2 separate regions of the Sus scrofa genome follow, and region 1 is linked to region 2. A link is a contact called in public HiChIP or PLAC-seq data. All regions are on one chromosome and are shown on one strand. The core of a region is the stretch at or near the end of the contact, and the rest is flanking DNA. Distances in the headings are between cores, read along the strand shown.

Evidence for each region. HiChIP or PLAC-seq counts read pairs in DNA pulled down with a chosen protein or histone mark.
Region 1: an H3K27ac HiChIP or PLAC-seq map of skeletal muscle shows a contact between it and region 2, with 4 times the contacts expected there. The contact joins two enhancer-like sites. A contact is called at or near these places in 1 of 47 Hi-C or Micro-C datasets (skeletal muscle) and 1 of 2 datasets of contacts at active chromatin or transcription factors (skeletal muscle).

What each region holds. Positions count from the first base shown.
Region 1 is chr2:41,461,538-41,467,312 of Sscrofa11.1, reverse strand. No RefSeq gene overlaps it. Among named protein-coding and RNA genes, the nearest start is that of MYOD1, 40 kb to the right of the region's middle. Within about 2 kb of position 2,877, at least 15 of the 83 cell types and tissues checked have an H3K27ac peak or open chromatin away from gene starts, as enhancers often do. A contact at or near this core is called in skeletal muscle, where this site is marked.
Region 2 is chr2:41,153,178-41,158,848 of Sscrofa11.1, reverse strand. The region is part of intron 8 of SERGEF (secretion-regulating guanine nucleotide exchange factor); the gene reads right to left. Among named protein-coding and RNA genes, the nearest start is that of SERGEF, 42 kb to the right of the region's middle. Within about 2 kb of position 4,083, at least 2 of the 83 cell types and tissues checked have an H3K27ac peak or open chromatin away from gene starts, as enhancers often do. A contact at or near this core is called in skeletal muscle, where this site is marked.

The DNA of each region.
Region 1 (5,775 bases), core at 1,628-4,127, 310 kb before region 2:
TAAATTAGGGGTTAGAGATTAATATATACACACAACTAAATATAAAACAGATAAACAATGAGGACCTACTGTATAGCACAGGAAACTCTCTCAATATTTTGTAATAACCTGTAAGGGAAAATGATCTGACAAAAAAGCTATATATGTATGTATAACTGAATCACTTTGCTGTACACCTGAAACCAACACAATATTGTAAATCAACTATACTTATAAAATTTTTTAAAAACACAAAATGGTGCATAAATTCTCTCTGCACAAGTGAGTCCTTCAAGGTGCTCCCACTTACCCCTCCCTCTCTGCTTCCTGAGCACTACAGGGGCACTGAGAGAGAAAGTGACCTCTGGTCTGAGCATATGGCTTCTGCTCACCTGGGGTAAGGAGAGCTCAACCCACATGGTTTCTGGACGTGGGCCTCAGCTGTGGCTGAGGAGTCTGTGGCTGGATATCTCCCAGTCTATGCTCTCAGAACAGGTGAATTGCTTGGTGATTTCTTTCTAGGAGATGGTCCTGTGCCCTTGCTCTTGGGCTCCTGCTCCAGCGGCTGATGCTCTGAGACTCAGCCACAGCTCCCACCTGGACCCCCAGCTTTGGATTCTACCCTCAGCATCTTGCAGTGGGAGTCCTTGAACCTCCATGATATGGGGGTATCCTTGTGCCTGCACACCGTGGCTGCCGATTCTCAATTCTCAGCCACCTTCTCTGTTTGCCATAGCTGTGCAGGTGCTTTTGAATCTCTCCCAGAGTGTGAAGACTACTTCTGGCTACCTGTCTAGACACATCTTACACTACCCAGGTGAGGCTGGAAGAAAATGAAACAATGGCATGAATGCCCATGGCATTTCCTGAGCTTGTTGGGGGTGAATATTTCTTTTCTTCTTTTCTTTTTTGCTTTTTAGGCCACATCTGAGGCATATGGAGGTTTCCAGGCTAGGGGTCAAATGGTAGTACAGCTGCCACCTACACCACAGATCATAGCAACGTCAGATCCTTAACCCACTGAGCGAGGCCAGGGATCAAACCTGCATCCTATGGTTCCTAGTTGGATTCGTTTCTGCTGCACCACGTCGGGAATTCTGGGGATGAATATTTCTAGTGGGGCATTTTTTCATCTTCCCTCTCCTCTGTGTCCCTGGGCTAAGGCAGCACGCTGATCTTATGTCACCTTTTCCTAGAGACTGGAGAGCTCTCAGCTTCCCCTTCCTGCCTGACAGGGCTGATCTTACATCATCACCTCATCCTTTCCCACTCCAACCCCACAGCCTGAAGGCTGATGGTGGAAATGCTGCAGAGAACAAACTCAAAGCACTTAGAATAGAAAAAATATATCAGGAGCCAATATATATGGTCCCCGATACATGATTCTGACAGATTTCTGTGTACTTTCAGCTAGCAAGCAGCCAAATTTCAAAGGGCCAACAACTGCTAACAGAGCCATCTATCCTTGGCGATCTTCACACAGCTTTCAGATTCTTCCGGCAAAGAGCAGGCAATGACCAGTTCACAAAGGGCCTCCCACTACACTGACCAGGTACGTATATATTATTTTATAATTGCATCAGAGAACCTAACCCTAAGATAGTTTGAGTAACAAATGCAGGTGAAACATTACTTAACAAAGTCTAAATTCCAAAAGCTGAAATTGACCACTAGAGCAATTTCCTGTACTCTTTTTCTTAACCCACTAGTATTTTTATTTCATCAGCACAGTGCCTTTTGCTCTTGTAGCTGCCTCACCAAGTAAAGACAAGGAGGACAGTTATTCAGAGCTATTGGGCAACTGGCAGAAAATCATATTAACGAAGTAGTGCACAGATACACTTTAATACACCTTAGATCTTACGTCCTCTGTGCACATCATGATACTGCAGTCCTGTGCCTGAAGCCAGATCCTTTATCTTATATCTGAATCCTATGTAAGAATGCATTTCTTCCTTTGCTAAAGCATTTATGTTATTTTTTAAATGCTTTAGTATATTTAAGAGCCACAATCAGTACTCCTGCCACCTATGATTCACATAATTTTCTCAGAGCCACCGGCCTTATTTCATTTCAACATTCTACCTTCTCCTCCCTCTAGTTCACACAGGAAGCCTCTGCCTGCATCTCATGAGGGACAGACCCAAGTAGGACCAACCATAGGGTTGTCCTCACCCAGGAAGATAAGAACAGCATTCATGAGATCACTGACAATCACCCAGGTCTGTACACCAGCTGATCTTTGCATCGAATCCTTGGCCACTCAAGGACAGGACTAGGTCTGTATTATTCTGTAAGTTCCCTTCCCTCTAAAGGCACAATAGAAACAGCTAACATTTATGGAGAACTTATGTGCCAAATATTTTACATTCATTATCTCATTGATTCTGCCCAACATGTAGGCAGTATATAATAATACTACTCTTTATTTTACAGCTGAGGAAAGTGAGGCTCAGAAAAGTCAAGTAACCCATTTGAAATCGCACAGCCAGCAAACATTAAAGCTGAATTTGAACACATCTAACTGTAGTGACCTTGGCTATTACAATTTGGGCATACAGAAGTTAAATCGTCGTCTACAGTCACAAGGCCAATAAATTTGAGCAAGGATTCAAATACAGAGTTCATCCATCTCCAAATGTTTCACTCTACAGTACAGGGAAGAGGCATGAAGCAAACACATTCAACGTAGGCTTATGAGAGAAGCATATATTCAGAAGATCAGAGCCTTTAAATAGAAATTGTTTGGAAGATGTGTGACAGCAGAGTCCTTTCAGCTGACGGGCTGGTGGGACTCCATCAACCAGCAAACAGGATCTTTGGTGAGCACTTGGTGAACTCGACCAATGAAAGCTGCATATTGCAAGGCGTGGGTGGTGGAACTGGCCAATCAATAACCTCGAAAAGCGTACTAGTCAGTGAAACCGGCCAATCAGCTAGACCTGCATTTCTGAGCTGGGAACTTGTTCCTTGGAAAAGTAATCTGATTTCCTAATGGCGAAAGGCCACTCTGGGCTCTGACTGGCGCCAGAGTTCCAGGAAACAGGTCTGAGGCCATTCCCGTGCCAGCAGTTCACTGCCAGCGCGCCTTTGCTCAGAGATTAGCCATGAGGTCAACCATTTCAGTGACTCACCTCGTGAAAATGAAGCGGCAGTGTCAGGCCTTACTGTTTTCTCTGTAAGCATATAAATTGATTTTTCCAGCTGGTTAAATTCTCCCCTTTGTTTTTATACAGAGGCTTAGGATGTGGCTGGATTTCAGCTCCAAAGATATTACCAGGTAAAAACAGTCCCCCACTCTGTGCAAGACCCAGCCTCTGTGACCAGTGAAACTGGCTTATTGAAACTGTGGCCAAGTAGTGACCTACCTGAGACAGCCCCGCTGGTGACAGTCTGGGGAAGCCACCACCTAGGGCTAAGGTAAATCCTCAACTGAAGACAGGGACAGCCTCATTCTGAAACATCCCGTTGAATGATGACCCCACCCGCTGCCACAAATTCAAGAGATCACATGTCAGCTCCCATAAATCCAGGTGACACCTCCCATTTGGACAGAAACTCCAGAAGCTCCTGGAATTTTATATATGGAGAATCTCCAGAGAAAGAAACGAGATCCTAGCTGCTGTGTCCCTCGAAGTTTACTTTCTGTTCAGGGTTCTTTCCTACTCTGCCACCATGTCCCCCACTCATGCTCCCTCCACCAAGGGGCTATTCCTAATTTGCCCAGCCTTCCAGGCACCAAACAGGGTAGGTTGGGTCACTGTGAAAGCAGAGCCTCAGGCAAGGATTGACGGAGGGGGTCTATTCTGCAGGAGAGCCTAGGAAGCCGAAGCGTGAAGAAGGAGGAGTCAACCAGGGAAGTAGCAAGAGCCAAGATGAGGGCACGTTTCCTTGAGGTCTGTGGGTAAAGGGCTCGATTCCAATGGAACCACTGCACACTCCCGGAAGTGTCCACCTGACAGAGGAGAGCTGGAGTCTGTCTTCCCTCGGCCCTGACTGGAAATTGTTGCTGAGGCAGTTAACTCCCGTGTGCCTCCAGGCAGCATTCACAGGCTGCAAGCGAGCTCCTGCGGTGTGGACGAAACCCCTCTTCAGAATCAGGGAAGACTCTGGCTCTGCTTGAGGGAGGACATTGAGAACGAGATCCCCGCCTGGATCTGTCCTCTTCCACCATGACTGAAAGCAGAGGTGGGCCAGGCGCTTGTGGGGCTTCCTGAAGAGTTTTATGAACTCTGGCGGGGCAGCAACAGGAAAATAAACCCTCAGGTAATGTGAACCAGTTTACCTCACCCAAGCTGAAGTATGCGGTATGTCACACGTCTACCCAAGAGCCACTGAAGAAAAACATACTGACTTCTGAATCCTACAAATCCGAGTTCAAATCCTGGCTCCGCCACTTAGTTAGGTAGTGACTTTTGGCATGCCACCTGAGTGCTCTAAAGCTCAGCTTCCTCAAATGGATAATAGGGATAAAAATACTTACCTTATAAAATAGTAGTGGGCAAAGTCCTCAGGACATAGTAAGCCCTTTCTCAACATATGGCAACTCTTACCAAAGGGCTGGCACTTTTTCTACACCCTCAGCCACCCCCAAGGGCCAGGCTGTCTCCGAGGGAAGGTGGCTCTTTCACCTTTTCTAGATAAAAGCTTCCTGACATCCTAGTGTTTTTAAGCCCAAGACCACATAGCTGTGTGGCCCCTGCTGTCCTCCCCTTCAGAACCTTAACAGAACCACTTCTTATCCTAGAGACTTGAATCAAACCATTTAGGAGATAGAAGGGGAGTGAGACCCATAAAATCCAGGTATTAAAAAAAACGGAGGCATTCCCGCTGTGGTGCAGCAGGTTAAGAATCCAGCGTTGTCACTGCAGCAGCTCGGGTTGCTACTGTGCACAGACAGGTTCAATCCCTGGCCCAGGAATTTCCACATGCCACAGGCAGAGCCGCAAAAAAAAAAAAAAAAAAAAGAGGAATTTTGTGGGAAAGATCAGTTTTTAGAAAACTATCTTGACCTTTGTCTCAACTACTAAAGACAAAATGCAAGCTTTCCCCTATGAATTTTTTTGTTTCATAGTCCATATCTTTGGATGAAGTAATACCTTTGGGTGAATATGATAATAAGCAAACTCAGATTCTAGAGGTGAGTGTTCCTAAGTGTAAAATCCATCCATCTGGAGTTCCCATCGTGGCTCAGTGGAAACGAATCCAGCTAGGAACCATGAGGTTGCGGGTTCGCTCCCTGGCCTCGCTCAGTGGGTTAAGGATCCAGCGTTGCCATGAGCTGTGATGTAGGTCGCAGACGCGGCTTGGATCCCGTGTTGCTGTGATTCTGGCGTAGGCCGGCGGCTACAGCTCCTATTCAACCCCTAGCTTGGGAACCTCCATTTGCCACAGATGCAGCCCTAAGAAGACAAAAGACATTTAAAAAAAAAAAAAATCCATCTTGTTCCTCAATTATGTAAAAAGTGCTATGTCTATAAAAGGCATTTTAAAAATTTATTTCTTGCCCTTGATTCAATAATTCCCTATTTTTATTCCTGTTACTCCTCAAATTTCCAACTTTAAATTACCTGAAATTGGACTTTCTAAATCCGTGTTAAAGGGATCATGTGCTTTGGTTCAAAACTTCCTTCCCCTGATCTCCTGGGACCTGGGGTTGGACAGGAGCCCCCATAACAGACCTGGTCATCTGGACAGTAGGTCCAGAACTTCTCCAGGAGGAGCCAGGGAAAGAGCCTGGGCTGGGAGCAGAGAGATCAGAGTTCTAGTGCAAGTTCTGCCTTGAACAGACTCTGT
Region 2 (5,671 bases), core at 2,834-5,333:
CTCCCTGCTTCCCAGGAGCCTCTGTGCACAGCCCCGTGGGGAGAGGGAAGGAGGAAGGTGAATGACAAGTTCTTGGAGAGCAGAACTGAGTCCGTATGATGCTCCTTCTGCAGTGAGCACTGCTCGCCTGGAGAAACAGCTCCAGATCTCAGATGTTCCAGGCTACTATGGGAACAAGGCTCAAAATTCTTTACACTCAGTTCAGACTCCCAGACCACCGGAGCAGAAAGAGACCTGGGATCACGCTAGCCCCACCACCTGCTTCAGCTGGGAAAAGTGCAGCCCGGGAAGGAAAGTAACTGACTTATCCAAGGTCAAATAGTGGGTTAGAGGCAACGCAAGACTAGAAGCCAGGTCACCCGGGTGACCACAGTCTACCCACAGCTTCTTAGAAAAATACCAGTGAACCTCTCCAAGCTGCCATGGCCACCTGCATCAGCTAATCACCAGAGGCCTCCTAGGCACCTTGGCAGAACAAGAACAGAGACAGGTGAGGTCTGCACAGCCCCTCAGCGCCCGCCTCCCTGGCCCGGCTTCTTGGAAGGCCCAAGGGCCAGGTAATGGAAAGGCACACACGTCCCTGCCCCACCCCCTCAGGGTTCTTGCCACCTCGAACTGCCCAACCTGGCCCTGGACTTCGCTTTCAGTTACTGTCTCTTGCAAAAGATCATCGGCAGTTTCCATCTCTGCTAAGTTACAAAAAAAGAAGAAGAAAAAAGGCCAAGCACTACGCCCAGCTGTTGGTGAGGCCGCGTTTTCCACTGATGACGATGACTCACAGTGCCCAAGCTGGAGGCTGGAGCTGGGAGTGAGGCTTGGGAGATTGGGCACAGCCAAGGGAAAGCCGCAGTTCCCGAGCACGCCTGGACCTGCAGAGAGGCGCTGCTTGAGCCCCACAGAAAAAATCCCGGTGCCTGGTTGTGGGAACACAGCGCCCCCTGCAGACCATCCGAGACCCAGCAGGACCAGGAGGGGGAAAAACCATTACCTGGGGCCAGTGCATCCTGCAAAGCTCCTCATGGTGTCCAAGCTGATATGTTAGGAAACCAGGCTCCCACCTCCAAAACCCCAAGAGATCCCACAATACTACTTACACCCTTGGCTTCCAAAGAGGAATTGGCTTTCAGTTAACGGGAGCCCCAGATTAAGATCTTCAATCAGAGAGAGGTTGACCACCCCACACCCCCGATCTTTGGGTGGGCAAATAATTCACCCCAAGACAGGAGCAAAGAGGGGACCCTGTCACTCTGGGGTCAGCCAGTAAGAGGGTCTTGGGATATGACTCTGGATGGTGCCGCTCAAACTTCCTCTGAGCTCACCCGTGGGAAATCTCCCAGGTTCTTCAGGAGAAGTGAGTACAAAAGACCTGCTGGGGCCCCGAGAGAGCTCCACTCACAGGTGCAGGGCACTCTCCCACCCCCATGTATATGGACCCTATGGGGGTGAGAACTGAGCAAGCAGGACAAGGTCAGAGTCTGGGGAAGGGACACCCACCCACCGTCAGTGGCCTGGGGATTGCCACCTGCATCCAGCAGTGGCAGTAAGAAGCACCCCAGAAGAGGCCACAAGGAGAACCTGTTACAATCAAGCACCCACCAGGAAAGGGAAGATAATCAGGAGACCTGGAGTCCCAGTAACTTCAATGAGAGGGGCTACGGAGGCTCAGGACCACGGTCAAGGCCAGTGGGTGGTGTGACAAGCACTGCAGTTACATTCAAATCGCACATCTGGGAGTTCCTGTCATGGCTCAGTGGTTAACCAGATTGCTGTGAGCTGTGGTATAGGTCGCAGACGCGGCTCGGATCCTGTGTGGCTGTGGCTGTGGCTGTGTGCAGGCCAGTGGCTACGGCTCCAATTGGACCCCTAGCCTGGGAACCTCCACATGCTGCGGGAGTGGCCCTAAAAAAAGACAAAAGACAAAAAAAAAAAAAATTGCATATCTGGAGGGCCAAGGCCTCATGGGTATGAAAGGCCACTGTGGTGGGACTGCCTGCCTTTCCCTTCCACATCTGATCTCCCTCCCACTCTGCTGCCGTCCCTCAGACCCCAGAAGAAACACCTTTCACCAGCACCGCAGCCATCAAGGAACTCCAAGTCATCAATGTGACCTTCTGTAAAAACCTGACCCAGCATAAGACAACCTCCATGACGTTTGCCTTGAGTCCCACCAGAGACGGTGAGCACCAGAGCTGCAGCACCTTCCTGGGAGAGGCTGACTCTTCCACGGCCAGGGACTGGGAATGGCATCTGCTACACAGATTTTTCCTTTCATAGGATCAGCTCCAACCAAATCAGCAAAGCACTGTTACTATGGACCATCTGCCAGGACCCGGAAACAGCCCTGTTACATAAAGGGGCTGGTGTAATGAAATTTATTAAACTGGCTTCTTCCTTCCTCCATAAGGGAGACGGAACAATTGAAGTCTCTCTTAGGAGAGTACTGCCGGGCCATGGAGGGGCCCTGGGCTAGGGACCCCTGGTCTCATCCTGGCTCTGCATCCGTCAGCTGTGGCACCACCTCCCTGGGCTTCTGTTTCCCCAAATTTCAAATGAGGCCGAGACGGTCCCCTCCAGCATTAAAATTCCCTGCCTTCTTACTACTCTCACTAACAGGGCAAAAAAGTAAGTTACCTTTGATGTTAATTTTGTGCCACAGGGTTAACTTTCTGAAAAAAAGTGGTGCTTCATATTCGCTGGCTAAAGGGGCAAAATGCCGAGTGGAGCCCCTGACCCCAGGGGCTGGCTAGGGGAAGGTGCACAGAGGAGAGCCAGAGGTTAGAACCTTCCAGCAGCCAGGCAGAAAGGCCCAGGCAAATGGCAAGTGGGTCTCTGGGAAGCAGTGCTGTCCATGACGTCCTGCTTGGGAGCTCAGTCACCTGCAGGGAACAAAGTGCTTTGTCACCCAGGATCTTACTCGATCCTCGCAACCCCCTCGAGTTGACATGATGACGTTGCCGACCCCGATGTCACACTGTGCAAGGTAAGGCCAAGTAACTAGGAGCGGGGTGAGTCTTAACCTCTCGTTGCCTCACACGTAAAATGGGAGGGAGCCCCGCTCAGCAAACTTTGTGTAAGGATTAAATAGATATTTTTGCAAAGCTCTGGCAAAATGCCTGGCACACAGTGCGTCCTGGGTAAATCTGAGGAACCCTTCCCCACAGCCTCCTTCTCCTCAGGGATCTGTGAGGAAGCCCTGAAGCGGCTCATCTTCAAGCCCAGAAGAAATGCTTCAGGAGGGAAGGTCACGTGACCTTCCCTGCAGGCCCCAGAGGGCAGACCTGGGGGCCGGGTGGCTCCAGTCCCCACCCGTCTCGCACTTTCTAAGGGTCACCCAGCTCACCTCAGGGAGAGGGCCCCGCGGGAACCCAGAGTACCTCCAAACCAGTGGCAGAGATGAGCCCTGAGCAGAAAAAGCCCGTAAGAGCCACCCTCCCTTGAGGCAGGGCCTTCCCTCCCTTGTTCATATTTATCACCCTCAGGAGACCTGCAGCTGTTCCTCAGAACAAAGCCTGAATAAGGGACCCATGCTCTTCTTGAGGGATTCCAGACCCTTCTGACCCTATCTGGCCCCATGTTAAGCAAACACTTAACAAGGCTAGGGTACACTTCCCACATCTAGGCCTTTGTTTCCAGAATGCCTTCTGCCTGGAGCGCCCTCCTCAGCCTACTCAACAAATATTTGTTGAATAACAGAGTGAAGGCAGGAAGGAAGGAATGTGTGAATGAGTGCGTGACATAATATATCCCCACGAGGCAGCCAAAATAGAGATTATGATTCTCACTTAACTGATGAGGAAATCTAGGCCCAGAGAGCTTAAATGACTTGCCTAAGAGCACACAGCCAACAAGCCGCCAAATCAGAACTTGAGCCTGGCTCCTCAGGGCTCTTGGGACCACGTCAAGCTTCCTCTGAAGGTAAAAAGTCAAGCTTAGGTTAGGAAAAAGCTGATCCAAGATTCCTCAAAATGGGCCGCTTTCATCTTGGCACATATCCGAGAGCACTTTAAGGCACTGGCTGTCACTACGATTATTGAGAGTTCCCGAGAGACAGGCAAGGTCCCTTGAGAAAGGGCAAGCACAGTGCCATCTGTCAAGAACCTAAAAATGATGGCACAATTACAGGCCGGTCACTTAATGCTCACTTTCAGAGAGCTCCTGGAACAAATCAATCCCCACCAGGAAAGAGGAGGAGGGCTCTCTGAATGGAAACTCAGCCCTCGTGCCAGGGGCCTCCGAGCCCTTCCCAGAACCTTCCTGTGAGCTCGCAGCATGGCTGGTGCCCCTGCCCACTGTGGACAGATTGAGCAGCCGAGGACCCAAGGCTTTGCAGCCATGCAGGGGCAAAGCTGGCCTCCCAGCCCTGGGGCACCAAGCAGCACTGGCGGCCTCAGGGAGCGAGCGCTCTCTGCACTGAGCTTCTCCAAGAAGGTGGGAAGAGGGCAGGCCCACAGGCTGGTGTCCCGAGCATGGCCACTGAAAATGCATCGCTCCCATGCCAGGAAGCTGCAGCTACTCCATGCGACTAACCCTGATGGAGCCCTTCGTCTACACTAGGGGAGACCTGGGGTGGGGGAGGGGGTGGTAAAACAGACCAGGTCCCTCGCACCTGGTGAGGGGGAAGCATTGACAAATGAACAAGCAAATAATGATACTGTGATTTCAGGCAGTGAAAACTGCTCTGGTGGAAAGTAAAGCAGGGCAGGGAGTAGAGTGTGGGAGACAGGAGGAGGTGGCTATTTTCAATGGGATGGACAGGGAGGTGACAGTGGGCAGAGAGCAACGGAAGTGTGGCAGTCACTACACGGGGCGAGGGGGAGAGGGAAAAACCAGGGAACTGCAGGGGTCCCCACGCAGAGAAGAGAGGTACCTCTTCTCAGAAGGCGTCCCACCACCAGACACCACTCCGGAACCTGCTCCACAAAGACCTGCCTTTGCTGCTTCAAAGGTCTCCTCTCCCCAGCAGCCCACCATAAGCTTTCTCCAAAGAGAAAAAAGAATTGTTTCTCCCTGCCCTGCAGCCTGGGAGGTGCCTGCTACGCTCCCAGGGCAGTCGCTTTGCGGGGAGGCGGCACAAGGAGATGAAATGAGTCTAACCTTTGACATCAAACAGAACATAGTCCAGGGGTCTGCTTGGCGTAACCAGCTGTGTTACTTTAGACAAGCCACTCAGCCTCTCCGAGCCTCAATTTCCTCTCTTGGACTATGGAGGCAATGGCCCCTACCTCAGAGGATCATGAGGACGAGGTAAGTGGCAGCTGGCACAGCACCCGGTCCATGGTAAGTGCTTGGCAAAGACTGGTTCCCTGCCCTACACTGACCCCCTTTGAAATTTTTTTAAAAAATTTATTCAACCAATTGTGCCAACTTACTATAATGTGCCTCTGGCACGGCCCTGGGCCTGCTCATCTGCTGGGTGTAGGGGCTCTGAGGTGACTTTGATGAAGATTCCATCATGGCGCAACCTGATTAGAGGAACTTGAACCAGAGGAGAACTGGGCAGACAGAAAGGGAACAGAAAATGCCATGGACACTGCCCTTACTGCAGATGAAATCATTAGGATCAGATGCTCAGTGAAATCGGGATCAAGGCAGACAGTTAACTGCTGTCCCCTCCTCTTTCCACCTCTGGCTCACCATCCCAGGGCCCAAGTCCTTGTCTCCTGGCTCTTCC